Regions from separate parts of the Ovis aries genome. Here region 1 is linked to region 2. A link is a contact called in public Hi-C data. All regions are on one chromosome and are shown on one strand. Each heading gives the region's core, a stretch centred on a gene start, on an enhancer-like site or on the middle of the called end of the contact. The rest is flanking DNA. Distances are from core to core; before and after follow the strand shown.

Region 1 (6,787 bases), core at 3,754-6,253, 57 kb after region 2:
GATGGCTGAAGTGCCCACTGAGTGGACGGCTGGAACGGGGCTGGCGGGCTCAGCCAGGCAGAGCAGGAGGGTGGTTGGGGACCCCATGGACAGTGGGGAGGGGAGGCAACTCCGGGAGCTTTTCCCTCCCCCATCCTGGCCCCAGTCTGGAGCGCAGCTGGGGCATCCACCGCAGTGTGTCTTTAAGAGGCTCTGTCCTTCCTGCTTCTGACGTCAGGGCTAGGGAGGGCCCAGGAGATTCGCTTTACTTTTCCTGGAAAGGGGAGGAGATTGAAACTGAGTGGCCTGGGGATGGAATGGGGAAGCCCCCGGGCGCGAGAGGCCCTTGAGTGAAGGCAGAGGCTAACATGGGGTGAGCCTGGGTGCTGGTACTGTGCTGTGTGTTAGATAGAGACGGAAGAGAGGAAGGGAGTGGGAGAGAGAGATTAGAGATTGGTGGGGGCCCTGCAGTCATGTGTCATTCATCGCGCGCGCTTGTGTGTGCGTGTGTGTGTGTGCGCGTGCGTGTGTGTGTACATGTGTGCACACACGGGTCTGTGTCTGCATCCTTGGTCAGCAAAGGGCCTGGGAGGAGCTTTCGGGTGAACGGCAGTTACAGGCTCCTCTGCTTAGGCAGGCGGCACTGGCTGACTCCCACTGTTCTGACTTGGGGCCTTGGTCTGGGCCGCACAGTGGCCAGTGGCTCCTGTTTTATGAATGCAATTGGGTATTTTGAGTCTGGGGCGGGAGGGTCTGTCCTTAGTCCATCCCAGAGCTGTGACGTCAGCTGGCCTATGAGATGGAAGACCCTCCACTCAGGGCGGGGAAGCGGGGACACCGTCCCCTCGACCTTCCTCCAGGCCTCAGGGGAGCCTACAGCTCACAGCTCACCAAGCCCCTTCCATGTTTTAATGGAACAGCTGGTTGGTGCAGTTCCCTTTTACTGGAAGGAATACTGCTTGCCCTCTGGGAACGGGAGGACAGCAGGGGGCTGTGGCTGCCCTTGAGAGTCGGCTTTGGTGGATTTCCCGCCCAGGGCCAGCCTTCTCAGGTGGCGGAGTCTCCACTCAGGCCTGGGCCTTGCTGAAGGGCCCGCGTAGGCAGGGAGGCCTCCTCTCGCCTGGCTCTTGGTTGACCCGCCTGCCTGCCCCTCGGGTTGGAGTGAGGGTGTATGAGGACATCTGGCATGGTGCTTGGCACCCCGCAGGCTCACCGTCACTCCAGGGGCCTGCAGCCATACCACTCCCTGCCGTCCTGGCCACACTGGTCTCCCCGCTCCTGGAAACTTCTCCCGGTGATTCATTACCTGTGCTTCCTGAGTCATTTTCCCTTCAGCCCTTGCCTCCTGTAATGGTCTGTGGGCTCCCAGAGGCCCTGAGTTGGTCTTTCTCACCCACGTCTGAGATTTGGATTCAAGCCACCCTAGGCCTGGCTGGTGGTGGGTACTGGGTGTGCGTGTGCTGCTGGCTCAGTGGAGGCGGACAAGACGAGTATGGGGGAGGACACCTGAAGAGCTGTCTCCCAAGCTCCTAAGGGGCATCCCGGGGGCAGCCAAGGTCAACCCCATACTTGAGGAGACACTTGAGGGTGAAACAGGGTCCAGCTCCACACCCCCGAAGCGCCTTTATCTGTGTTGCCCATTCTCCTCCAGCTAGAGAGGTGCCATCTGGGAGTGGGTGTGGTGTGGACTGCCGGTCCTGGGTGGGGGCGGGAGGCCCTGGATCTTGACTGGCTTTATTTAGGTTCTTTTTTTTGGCCGTGTGCGGCATGGGGGATCTTTGTTCCCTGACTGGGGATCGAACCCATGGCGCCGGCAGTGGAGGTGTGGGGTCTCGGCCACTGGAGCACTGACTGGCTTTCTGCCAGGTTCGGCACAGTGCTCGCCATCGGGGTGACCCTCTTTGTGATTGGCGTGGTCACCGTTATCATCTGCTGCACCTGCTCCTGCTGCTGTTTGTACAAGATGTGCCGGCGCCCGCAACGTGAGCATCCCCCCCTGCCCCACGGTGACCCCTCGGGGGCAGCACAGACCCGGGCGGTGTGGTGGGCTCGCCAGGGCCCTGGCTGGCCTGAGCTGGAGGGCGGGGTGGCCAGCCTGGCGCTCCTGACCGGGGCTCTCTTTGCAGCGGTTGTGACCACCACCACGGCCACCACGGTGACCCACACCCCTTACTTGCAACCGCCCAGCTACCCTGGACCAACGTACCAGGGCTACCACTCCGTGGTGCCCCAGCCGGGGCTGCCAACAGCACCCTACCCAACCCAGCCCATGGGCCCCCCCGCCTACCACGAGACGATGGCAGGTGAGTACGCCTGCCGACTCCACCATGCCTGACCCTCTGCAGCCACGGCCACAGCTAACTGGTGTCCTCTCTGTTTTCAGGAGATGCAGCCCTGCCCTACCCTGCCAGCCAGCCTCCTTATAATCCGGCCTACATGGAGCCCCCGAAGATAGTCTCTTGAGCACTCCCTGGTGTCTCTGGCTACCAGCTGATCTGTCCTGCGTGTGTGACTGGGTGTGCGGGTGCGGGCCTCTCTCCCCAGGCGTGGTGTGTGTGATGGCGATGAGGGGTGCATGAAGCAGCCCATGGCAGAGTTGCCGGGACCACGTTGTGCTCCCCTCCTCACTTGAGATTATGCTTCCTGGAACCCCACAGAACGGTTCTTTTCTAGCCACCCCAGCGAGACCTGGGGCTGGAGCAGGGATGCTTGTCATACTAGGACAGCTCAGCTTTTGTGTGGGCAGGATGCACCCGTCTTCCGGTTTCTGTGGCATGGCTAGCCGTCTTTGAAGCACTAGAGCCACAGTGCGGGCGAGCGGGTGAGGCTGAGGACTGCAGGTGGGTCTCGATCTTTCCTGTGGCTCCCACAGCCGGGGCCTTGCCCCGTGGAGGGTGGGTGGCCTGATTATCTGAACGCCTCAGGCGGAGCCTCACCCTTCCTGAAAACTATCTTTCTGGACCCTTCTCGCACCCTTCCTGGGACCACCTGGAGGCCCACACTTACCCATGGTTCTGGTTGCCCCGGTTGGCCCTGGCCCCTTTCACAGGTGGACAGGGCAGCCTCTGACCACTTGTCCACTCAGGTGTCCTCCCTGCAGTGTTTTTATTTTACTGTTCACTAACTATTTTACCTGTTTTCTGTTTCAAAATGTGTGTAATGGTTGCTGTGAGGCTGAAACCGTTGGGTCCTAGAGGGAGACTTCCCTGAGAGGAGAGGGACTCTGAGTTCCTGCTTCTCCATCACCAGCCTCACAGGCTACCCGGCTGCTGGACCCCGGGCCTAGGTGTGTCCTGGCAGCGGGGACACCTGGGTCAAGGTGTCGTCTGGACCAAAGGTGGAGGGGACCCTGAGGGGGCTCCTGTGACCTAGACACATACCTCGGTGTTCCCCACCCCTCTGTCTGTGTCTTACCATGTCGTAGGTTGGGACCTCTTAATGTGTTTGGAGTCTTGGGTCTGCACCCTTGTTTGTAATAAATGCAGATATTTCGAGCTGTTGCCTCCTTTCATTGTAGCCCTGGCTGCTGGGATTAGGGGTAAAGACTCATTTTCTGTGCCCCTGGCCCCAGGTCTCTGAGCGTGGGCAGGAAGCTGTAAGGCCACCACAGCAGGTAGAGGTGAGTGATCGCTCAGTGCTGTGGGGGTTTTTTATTAGTCAGACTTCCCTTGCTGGCCTATTGCCCGGGCATGGCCAGGGACAGCCCATACAGCATGGCTACCGCCAAAGTCAGGAAGGCCAGAAGGCCCAGGGGGGCCAGCAGCCCCTCCCCGGGTGGGGCTCCAGGGCACTTCACTGGGGGAGGGGCTGGCTTGGGGCTCCTGTCTCCGCGAAGCTTGGGGCCGGTGTCATTGGCTCTGGCCAGGGGCACAGTGGCTGTGACAGCAGATGGCCTCGGGTTGGTTCCAGTAGATGCTGTGACCACGTACATTGGCTTGACGGTGCTGAAGGGCTTGGCATGAGCATCCACCCACCGTAGCAGGGCCCGCGGCCTCCACTGACAGATGCTTAGCAGGGCGAGCACGTCCCCCTCGGCGGTATGCGAGTCTGGCGGGGCCTGCCCGTATAGGCGTGTGTAGATGCTGCCCAGGCTGTAGCTCTTCCTTGGGCCATGCTCTGAGGAGCTGCCAGCCGGCTCCAGAGCCTTCAGAGCAGCGATGCTGTCCACACAGAAGGCATCGTCCAAAGCACTGGCCAGGCCCAGCAGCGCCAGCTCGGCCCGGAGCAGGGGGAAGTCGTAGCGGTCACCATTGTGGGCCACAAGGCACCAAGGCTGCGGCTGGCGCTGTAGGAAGGCGCGGATCAGGTTGACCAGGTCGGCGTCAAAGACCCGATGCCCATGTGCAGCCAGCACGGCAGTGCTCAGGCCCGTGATCTCGCTGGCCACGGGGCTGCATGCCTTCCCTGGAGCCACACACAGGGAGAGCTTGTCTAGCACCCGGGGTGGCGGGGGTGCCGTTGGTGGAGACCCCTGAGGGGTGGAAAGGCCCTCCAGGGCATATCTGTGGATGGCCAGCAGGCACAGCTCGGTGATCTTGGGCTGGGAGAAGGGCAGGCCAGTGGCCTCCAAATCCAGGAAGATGAGGGTCTGCACAGGCCCCGGGGGCAGGGCCCGTGAGCCCATGGTGGGTGTCTGCCGCTGAGCCTGGGGAGGAGCAAGGGGTCGGGGTGGGAACGTGAGTGCTCGCTGACGGGCGGTAAGGCAGGTGGAGTGGGAGCACCTCAGGCCTTCCCTGCCCCATTAGATCCTGTTGCTGAGCTCCAGCACCCACTATCAGGCAGGAAGACAGAGAAGGTAGGGTGGCTTCCTTAGTGGGACCTGCTCACTCAGCTGTCCAGGGGAAGGCTCAGCTCCTCCCCTGGGGCCCTCTTAGTGTGTGTTGGGGTACCCACAGCCCTCCCACCCTGCCTCATCCCCTTGGGGGTTCTCACTTACCGAGGAGCCAGCAGGCAGCAATGACTCAGGGTACACACTCTCTGGCTGGTTCTTGCTGCCGGCAGCAGCAGTGGCGGGAAGTGAAACTTGGCCTGAGCCCGCCCAACGGCTGGTGTGAGCACGGCCCGCCCCGCTTGTCAGCTGGCCTGGGCCATCCCTCCTAATAGCACCCGTCCTTCCCCAGGCACCCGCAGGGCTGCCCCAAAGGCCTCAGATCTCTGGCTGTGGGCCCACTGGCTAGCATGGTGCACCAGGGCCCTCACACGCTCACGGTGGGAGGACCAGGCTATGGGGGGAGGTTGGCTCCATGACTCGGCCTGCCGGGAGCCGCCCTGCCATGGCCATTTTGCACCCAGTCCGTCGCCTCACTTTCCCAGGCCTCCCTGGTTTAGGCCTGGGCTGAGGGCCGCCTCCACCCCTGCGCACAATGGTTTCTTCCGGTGGCCTCAGGAGAGAGGGATGACTCAGGGCAAATCCACAGGGGCAGGGCTCCTTCCCCAGGGCAGATTCATCCCCATGGGGCTGGGGCTCCGCTCTGCTCTGCCCCTCCCGCTCTGCTCTGCCCCTCCCGCTCTGCTCTGCCCCTCCCGCTCTGCCCATGCGGAGCAAACTCAGGAAACAGAAAGCTGGCGTGCTCTCAGCCAGTCAGTGCTTTTAATCAGAGGAGGAGGGAAGGACAGGAGTGGCTCTGGTGCCACCGTGTGGCTCGGTGCTCACAGGCCTCAGCCACAGTCCATCTCGGGCTCGTCCGCGTCGGTCTCCACGGCACAGAGATCCTCCAGGGCCGCCTCTGAGCCAAAACCCAGAAGGTTCTGTGGTGAAGGCCCAAAGGTGCTGGGACTGGGGGTGGCCCCACCACTCCGTCCGCCCCCCCAGGCCCACAGGAACTAACCAGTCCCTTCCACGCCCAGGCCTCGCTCCCTCAGCTACTGCAAGCAAAGTGACAGAAAGGCAATTCAGACAGGGATGTTTCTGGAAAAGCCGTGGCTCTGCCTGGCTGACTCAGTAGATACGAGCCAAAGGCAGGCTGATACACTGAGAGAGGAGCCAGAGCAGGAAAAGGAGGAGTGGCCTGGTGCTGGCAAAGGCTGTGTGGATGGTGGGCCGCTGACTTAAGGCCAGAGGGTCTGACTCGCCTGGGGACTTCAGGGCCGACCCCACGTGGGTGCTGGGGTGGGGGCGCCTACTGCAGGCTCACCTTCACAGTCGGTCACGTCAGGAAGCCCTCGAATCAGCATGCTGACCCCGGGCATGACCTGGTCGTACTGGTGCAGGACCTCCACGCAGTGCACCGTGAAGAGCTTGTCCTTCTGGGACAGGCCGTGCAGCAGCAGCACCGTGTCCCGCAGACACCGCACCGTCCGCCTCTGCCGCTCGGTCTGCGGGGGGCCCCCTGCCCGCCGCACCGTCAGCCACTGTCTGTGCAGCACCACCGTGAGTGCTCTGACCACCTGCGGGAGGGCGTGGGCGGAGGTCAGGGCATGTGGCCTCTGTACCCAGACCACCCGCTCGGCGGGGCAGCCCCGGTCCTAGCCTCCCCCCAGGGTGAGGAGGGTTCTGAGCGGCAGCACCAGGGTCCAGCCCTGGTGAAGGAGCATAGGATGCTCTCAGACAGCCCTGTCACCCACCAGCAGGGCTGCCCGCTGCCAGCCCCCTTCCGCCCCCGGCACTCACCTCCACGTTGCACTGGCAGCTGGAGCCAGTGACTGGGGAGGAGGGGCTCTGCACACCCAGCTTGGCCAGAAGCCACACAGCCTAGAATGAGAACAGACTCGGTTACATCCGCGCCAGACCACCACCCCAGTTCCGGTCACGGTGAGGGCTTTCTCAGGCTTCTCGCAGAGCTCCCGTTGCCTAAGCAACTGCCTGTCT
Region 2 (7,700 bases), core at 1,535-4,034:
CCGGACAGGGGGCTCTGCATGTGGGTGGCAAGAAATGGCCCTAGCCATGCTGAGACTGCAGAAATGTGTCTCAGGGGCTTCAAGGAGCTCCGGTTCTTTATGTCTCAGCACAGAAAGAATTCTGTGAAGGGCAGAGTGAGAGAAATGATTTGTTAGACTAGGATACATTTGAGGCTTGGTAGGCAGGTGGGCAGGAGGGTCTGGTCCCAGAATTTAGTGGGTGAAGGATATATGAGGACACAGAAAGGCCACAAGGCAGCATGAGAACAGAGCTCCTTCCAGCGACCTGGACTCAGTTCTGCCCCCAGTTTCCTCGTGACCCCAACATTCTCTCAGCCTCTGCCGCCACGCTTGGGCACTCAGCACAGTCAGTGTATTGGTGCAGTCGGAGTTTACACACAAAATTCCAAGATCGAACAGGAGATCTGATTTTACACTTACATCAGAAAAAGTATAGGTAACAGTGTTTGGGAGGAAAAATGTTTCCTTCTTGCCTTCTAGGTTCTTTGGCTGGTCTAGTAATTAAATTGACAATGACACAGATTAACAAGACAGAAAAAAGTTTAATAGCACCTATATCTCCTGCATACATGGAAGAGGCCTAAGAAGCCCTCACCTTAAATACCATCTTCAGCTAAAGAGAAAAGAAGATGCTGGGGGGTAAGGAGTCAGAGGACATTATCAGAAAAGCCCCAGTGAATTAGGGTAAAGTTTTTATGCAGATTTAAATCTATGCCTTCAGGGAAGCCTTCACCTTAAAAACCATCTTTGGCTAAAGAGAAGGGAAGACATTGAGGGTGAGGAGTCAGGGGAGGTTACCAGAACAGCTCACTGAACAAGGTAAGGTAGTTACTCAGATTTAAATCTATGCCTTCAGGGAATTCCCTGGTGGTCCAGTGGTTAAGCTTCTGACCACAGGATCACTGTGGGACCATCGTCGGGGCCAAATCGATCCCTGATCCATCAGGGAACTAAGGTTCTACAAGCTACAAGGCGCTGCCTAAACAAGTCAATCAAGCTATGCCTTTAGCTTTGATAACGAGTTTCCAGAGAGAGAAGGTCATCTCCCGCCTCCTGGTTTGGCAAGGGAGACACCCTTACAGATGGAGGTTTCCTTTATATTTGTAAATGTCTCTTAAAAAAGGGATCTTCCTGACCCAGGGATTGAACCTAGGTCGCCTGTGTTTTAGGCAGATTCTTTATCGTCTGAGCCACTATGAAAGCCCTAAAAAGAAAAAGAAAAAAAGAGTAAGCTGTTCTTTTTAACTTTTTATTTTGTATTGGGATATAGACAATTAACATACAGTGTTGTGATAGTTTCAGATGAACCCCAAAGGGACTCATAGACGTGTAAAAAAAGGATAACTGACTCGTGTTTTCTGAGCTTCTCCTGCGTCTGCAGTTTCTTAAAAATAATCAGCCTGAAATAATCCTTCTGCCAAAGAGATTTATTTTGGGGTGGCACATTCTGCTCCACTGCATAGATAAAAGGTCAAAGTGATTTATCTATCTTTGGACCTTGTAGGAGAAATGGATAGTTAGAAAGATCCTTGTATGTGGCAATCCACTTTGCAGCAATGAACAAAAAGGCTGCGGTGTTCTGAGGACACACAGTGTAGTCAGCGGTCAGCCGTGGTGAGGGTTTTACCTTCCGGAGCCTCTGTGGACGTGGGGGGTCCAGGAGGCAGAGACACAGCGCCCTCCTCCAGAAGGGGTCATTTGGGGAGTTCTCGGTCCACTGAAAGAAATGCACACCTTAAAATTTGAGAGTTATGTTTTATTCGGTGAGCAACGCTGAGGACCTGGGAATTCCCTGGCAGTCCAGTGGTTAGGACTCTGCGCGCTCACTACCAGGGCCCAGGTTCAGTCCCTGGTCGGGGAAGTAAATCTCACAGGCTGCACAGCATAGCCAAACAAACTGAGGACTTGAGTGTGCAAGACAGCCTCTCAGATAGCTCTGAGGGACTGCTCGCAGAAGTAAGGAAGGTTCCAGGACACATAGGAGTATCAAGAAAGTCTGTTAATTAAAGGACACAGACCTCTCAAGTTAAGGAACCTAGAGCTTTTCTTTGAATGGAAAGAGCCACGAGCCTGGGCTCATTGAAGTCATCCTTTTGATATGCATGTCAGCTATCTGGGTCCAGTGTTCTGTTCTTTTCCTTCCTGAGTCCCCCTCAAGGTGCACTTTTTGGGGCGGCTGCAGCGGCTGAGCCTTAATCCCTGCAACATCCTTTGTTTGGTGATACGGCAGGCGGCCTCCTTGGGCCACATTCCCTCCTAGGAAGGAAAATTGAACCTGAAGCTTAATCCTGCCTTTTAAGCTGGAGGCCAGCGATACTGTCTCTGTTCTCCCACTGCCAGCTTCCCCGCCCAACACACACACAAGGAAGTATCTGGTTTTCAAAGTGCTTATGTTGATAATCAGGAGAAATGTAGGACACTTAGGAGTCCTGAAGATGGCAAAATGGTAGCCTGGATTTGTATCTGATGAGATGAACGAAGAAAGTACAGAAACATGATATTTCAAAAAGTGTTCCTGGACTTCCCTGGTGGTCCAGTGGCTAAGAATCCACCTTCCAATGCACGGGACCCAGGTTTAATCCCTGGTCTGTAAAAAAAGTATTCCTGATGGCCAGGAGCACATAGCCTTCCACCTACAGGAGCAGAGTTACCAAATACTGGCCATCTTCCCGAGGAAAGAGGAACCTTGAGAAGAGAGAAGGGGCCCAGGGGCTGCCCCTCTCCTGGTTGGCATAGCATGTTTCCCTGACCTACTGCCCTGCAGCAGCCAGCAGGTTCTTGGCTGAACGATGTGTTCTTTTCTGAAGGCAGTGTGCGCTGACAGCTCTCCGAGACGTTCGGCGGTTCCTTAGTGAGGAGGGGGGACACGTGGCGGTAAGTATAACACGCTGGCAGCATCTGGGAGTGACATGTGGGAGCCCACCTACTTCTACCCCTTTACTTACCAGGCATCTGGAGGGGAAGGCAGGGGACGTGCAGCCCTAGACATCCTGGGTGCCAGCCCTCGGGAGGAAGCCTGAAGCTGCTCTGCAGTAGGAAGCCAGAGGCTGGATGGGGGCCAAGAATTTCCCTCTGGGCTTGTGGTTGTGTTTGACCCTGCAGGACTTCCCTCTGAATACTCACAGGGTTGGCTACTCCACAAGTTAGGCCTGTCAGGTTACTCAAGTTGCGATTTCTCCCGGTGTGGAGGGCATCCTGCCCAGCATTTGGTGGCCATTCCAAAATCAACTGAATGCTGGGTAAGGGAATTCCATCTATGTGTTGGCCCCTCCAGTGAGATGCACAAAGCTGAGCAAGTGTGTCTTCAGGAAAGGGCCCCACCCCAACCCTCTGCTGTCAAACGTCATCGCCATTTTTCCTTCCTTCTTCCTCTTGAAGGCACGCAGCCTGGAGCTCTGTCCCCAGCTCCATCTAGATCAGCTGCCCCCTAGGTCTGCGGCATAGCTATCACCCTGGGAATTTCCTTCTCTTCCCTCCCGAGTTGAATGCCTGGCTCTTAGACCCCATGTCTTCCTTTTACTTGGTTTACTGACTTGTTTTGTGGCAAAGACTGCTGTCATTCTGATTTGTTGATCCTCCTTAAAAGTTGTATTTCCTAGGGAATTCTCTGGTGATCCAGTGGTTAAGACTCTTCACTCTCTGGTTAAGACTCTGGTTCAATCCGTGGTTGGGGAACTAAGCAGTGCAGTACAGCCCCAAAAAAAGTTAAGATGAAAAAAAAAAAAAAAGATTTTTTCTCCTAGAGTAGCTGGGGGCCTCTCAGGCCCTTTCTCTGGAGAAGCGTTTAGGGTCTTCAGAGTGATGTGCCTAACGGCGGTCTCCACAATGCTGGGTCCTTGGGCTGGGGGCTTTCATCAGGAAACTTCTCCAGCAGGTCAGAGAAATTGTCATGTATTTCACCTTGTTAAGCCACCCCCACCACTGTCTCACCATCAAGACCTCCCTCCTCTCCCACTTTCTGAGATGCATTTTCTGGAACTCCTGGTGGCTGTGTGTTAGACCTAAGCCCTAACTTTGTCTTTTTTCCGCCTTACTCCCACTTTGTCTCTTGCTCCACTTTCAGGGAGACTTCCGTAACATCTGAGAAGTGTTTGGCTGAAGTTTGGTACAATGTCCAAACTTAAAATGCCTTATTTTCTGAGTGTTCCAGTTTTTTCAAAGCCTACTCTTGTTTTGTGCTTACTATATGGCATTTTGCGTCTCTTTAGACAGTAATTGTAAGTTTTTGACATTTCTTTCTATGCTATGCCCTGTCCTCATTCCTTAAAGTTCCTTTTATCGTGTTTGACTCAGTCTTCTTTTTTTTTTTTGTTTGCCTGCACCATACATCTTGTGGGGTCTTATTTCCCTGACCAGGGATGGAATTTGTGCCCCTGTCAGTGGAAGCATGGGGTCCTAATCAGTAGACCACCAAGGAATTCCCAGTTCTTCATTTTCCATGTTAGAGGTTTTGCTGGAGCATTCAGTGACCCTGGTCTAATGATATATCCCTTTATAAAAAAATGGTGCTCTAAAATCCGCTTGGGTGGGCTGCACGTGAGGATGCTGGGCAGGCCCCAGGCAGTTCAGAACCTGCCTGGAGGAGGCAGGGAGGGGTCCTGGGGCTCCACTTGCCCTTCCAGTGGAGCCAATCCTCCCCTTTCCTCTATGTCTCTTTTTGCCGAGATGCCTGTGCCCAGTTCCTGACTATCCTAGGTCTGCAAAACAGGTGTGCTCTGGTTGCTAAGGGCTTGTGTTTGCTTTTCTCTGAGCCACTCACCAAGTGTCTGTCTTAAAGAAAAAAATTATGCTGACATCGCCCATCTCCTGTCCTGTTCCCATCTTACTGGGGCCTCAGGATGGAATAGAAATAAATGTGGGCTTCGTTCTCCGGGTTTAGCTAGTTTCACTGGAAGTCTGGTTGGTTAGACGTGAGCTGAGCGCCTGCTCTCCAGCTGTGAGCACGGGCACTCGCTCCTTCTAGCTCCCTTGGGGCACTTGCCAAGGAGCCGGAGGGCCAGCCCAGCCACTGCAGGTCTGAAGGGTACTGGCCAGGTGGATGGCCAGGCATCAGCTGGTCTCAGAAACCCAGCCCCTGTGCTCCAGCTGTCGGGTGGCCTCCCACCTTTTCCAGGGCCAGAGGCTGAGTTAACCCCAATTTGATCCTAGGTTTTTGATGCAACAAATACCACCCGAGAACGGAGAGCCACCATCTTTAATTTTGGGGAACAGAACGGCTACAAGGTGAGGCCCTCCCAGCTTACCTCCTCGGTTGGGCTGTGGCACCTTCAGGGCCCCTGGAGCCCGTTTGTTGGCCTCCTGATAATGTGCAGGCAGGTGGGCTCCTGAGTAGATTTGCGATAATGCTTTTCTCTCCACCTGGAGGTTTCTTTCTGGGGAAGGGGGCGGTTCCTGGTGGGCGAGTCCTGGATGGGGTGGCACCTGCTGGGGGTTCCGTGCCCCTTGTTCAGGCCCTCTCCCCTGAAGGAGGGCCTCAGGGCCCTGGCTGGTCAGTATGGCCGTCAATGGGTAGGGGGCTCCAGGGAGCCAGGCCCAGGGCCTTAAATGAGTCTCTGGTTCCTTCCCTCCTGCCCGCCCTGGTCTTTGCCGCAGACCTTTTTTGTCGAGTCCATCTGTGTGGATCCTGAGGTCATAGCTGCCAACATTGTGGTGAGTGATGTGGTGCGTCTGACCTTGGAGGGGACGGGAATACACCCGAGACGGCCTGTGCCAGTGAGGTCCCTCTGCAGGTTGGGCTGATGCCTGGGCCAGCCTTAGCTCGGTTGGGGGCGGTGGAGGGTGGGGAGGCAGGAGATCTCTGGGCTGGGTGGTCCTGGATCCCCGAGTACCACTCGTCTGGAGGGCTGTGCATTCCTTCTTCTTCCCCTCTCTTCCCCTCCCTCTCCTTCCCCTTCCTCCTCCCCTGGATGGGAGGAGATGAGCTTCAGCCCCTAGAGTGAGGGGGAGGGTTAGGAGGGAGTGTTACTGTTTTGAAGGGTAAAGAGATTTGACCGCTCACGCATATTCCCTTTTTATCTGAGAAATGAACATCAGTGTCTGGGGAGATAGTTCAGGTGGGGAGGGGCTTCAGGGCCCCTTATCCCTCTGGACTCACCTCCCCCTGTACCACCAAAACGAGGGACTGCCATCTCAGGATGCCCAGGAATGCTCTCTTAGCACTGGTGCGGGAGCTTGGCCCAGGGAGCCGCTGGCCTCTTCCTAATGGGACCAGCCCCTGGGGCTGGCTTCCAGCCTCCTCCCCTAGCCCCTGCCCAGCGCTGTCCTTGGTCCCCACTGCCTGGCCTCTGGAGCTGATGTGTCCTCTGTGCCTGGCTCCGGCAGCAAGTGAAACTGGGCAGCCCTGACTACATCAACCGCGATAGCGACGAGGCTGCAGAGGACTTCATGAGGCGCATCGAGTGCTATGAGAACTCGTATGAGACGCTGGACGAGGACCTGGACCGGTGAGCCGGGGCAGCCCCGTGTCCTCAGCTGTGGTGGGGGCTGGGTCTGGTCCACTGGCTGCCTCCCGTGGCTCCCCGAGGTGGTGGCTGAGGGCCCACCCCAGTAGGCAGAGATGCCCTGCCCTTTTCTGTTTCTCTCCTCGGGGTGGAGGTTGCGGCCCAGAGGTGACTCATAGAACTGCAGCTGCTTTATCTGGAGCTCTGAAAGTCAGAATTTTCTACTATGCCATCATAAAATCAAGCCTGTTTTCTGTACAGAGGGTCTTCCCATGAGGCATTTGCAAATAGTACCTTCTCTTCTTGCGGTGGGTGGTCTGTGTTTTGAGAAGGGGGACAGGGTGCCCAGGTCCTACCCACGAGGAGCTGACAGCGGCCAGTGCTTCATAGGAGTGAGTTCTGAATGGGGGCAGCCGCCAGCCATCGGCAGGCTCTTTCTGTAAAGGCTCAGGTGGTAGATATTTTAGGCTTTGGAGGCATACAGTCTCTTAACTCTGGCATCTAGTACTAAAGGCACATGTGAAGAAATGGGCATGACTGTGTCCCAGTAAAATTTAATTTGCAAAACCAGGCTGAGTTTGACTAACTGGCCATAGTTTGCCAACAACTCCTTATAGCAGAAGTGGGGGTGGTGGTGAAGCGAATGACACTTAAGTAATTAACACCTAAGTAATTAAGTTAATAACTGAATAAAGTGTTATACAGTCCTTATAAATTGTGGCAAAGAGACATGGGAAAGTGTACGTTATGTTGTTGTTGTTAAGTCACTAAGCCCTTTCTGACTCTTTGCCACCCCATGGACTGCAGCACACCAGGCTTCCCTGTCCTTCACTATCTCCCGGAGTTTGCTCAAGTTCATGTCCATTGAGTCACTGATGCCATCCAACCATCTCATCCTCTGTCGCTCCTTTTCCTTTGGCCATACGTTATGTAGCATTAAATAAAAAGGCTGGAGTATGAACTTGTACTTGGGTCACTTGTAATTGTGTATGAATCTTTAATTCCACACCAAGGAAGTCAAGTGACTGTTGGAGAGATGGTATCTGGGGTGTCTGCGGGACAGTCCCTGGGCTGGCTATGCATCTTCTCGGTGAGGCTGGCACTGTTTCGGTGCTGCTGGTCTCCCCAGCACAGCGTTGTTCCTTGTGGCCCTGCTCTCCACGCTGCAGGGCTGCGCTGGTCCAAAGCAGGGAATGTGGCGGAGCTGGGCTTATCAGCTGCTGCCCGCAGTACCATCCT

What was found. Hi-C and Micro-C count contacts between places; a contact is called where the count stands out from the background.
Region 1: a contact with region 2 is called in a Hi-C map of muscle, with 4 times the contacts expected there. The contact joins the promoter of TREX1 here to the enhancer-like site in region 2. A contact is called at or near these places in 11 of 16 Hi-C or Micro-C datasets (blood, hypothalamus, liver and 6 more).

What each region holds. Positions count from the first base shown.
Region 1 is chr19:51,423,263-51,430,049 of ARS-UI_Ramb_v3.0, forward strand. TREX1 (three prime repair exonuclease 1) reads right to left here and starts at 5,004. Exons shown (of 2, transcript XM_004023398.5): 1 at 4,916-5,004; 2 at 3,611-4,624. The coding sequence starts at 4,603. The coding sequence ends at 3,656. ATRIP (ATR interacting protein) reads right to left here. Exons shown (of 14, transcript XM_027957678.2): 11 at 6,590-6,670; 12 at 6,114-6,366; 13 at 4,916-5,705; 14 at 3,611-4,264. The coding sequence ends at 5,638. It overlaps SHISA5 (shisa family member 5), which reads left to right. Exons shown (of 5, transcript XM_042236278.2): 3 at 1,846-1,961; 4 at 2,106-2,282; 5 at 2,363-3,473. The coding sequence ends at 2,442.
Region 2 is chr19:51,368,912-51,376,611 of ARS-UI_Ramb_v3.0, forward strand. PFKFB4 (6-phosphofructo-2-kinase/fructose-2,6-biphosphatase 4) reads left to right here. Exons shown (of 14, transcript XM_060402557.1): 4 at 2,829-2,895; 5 at 5,170-5,244; 6 at 5,614-5,670; 7 at 6,343-6,464. Among named protein-coding and RNA genes, the nearest start is that of PFKFB4, 17 kb to the left of the region's middle. Within about 2 kb of position 2,785, at least 7 of the 54 cell types and tissues checked have an H3K27ac peak or open chromatin away from gene starts, as enhancers often do. A contact at or near this core is called in muscle and tail adipose tissue, where this site is marked.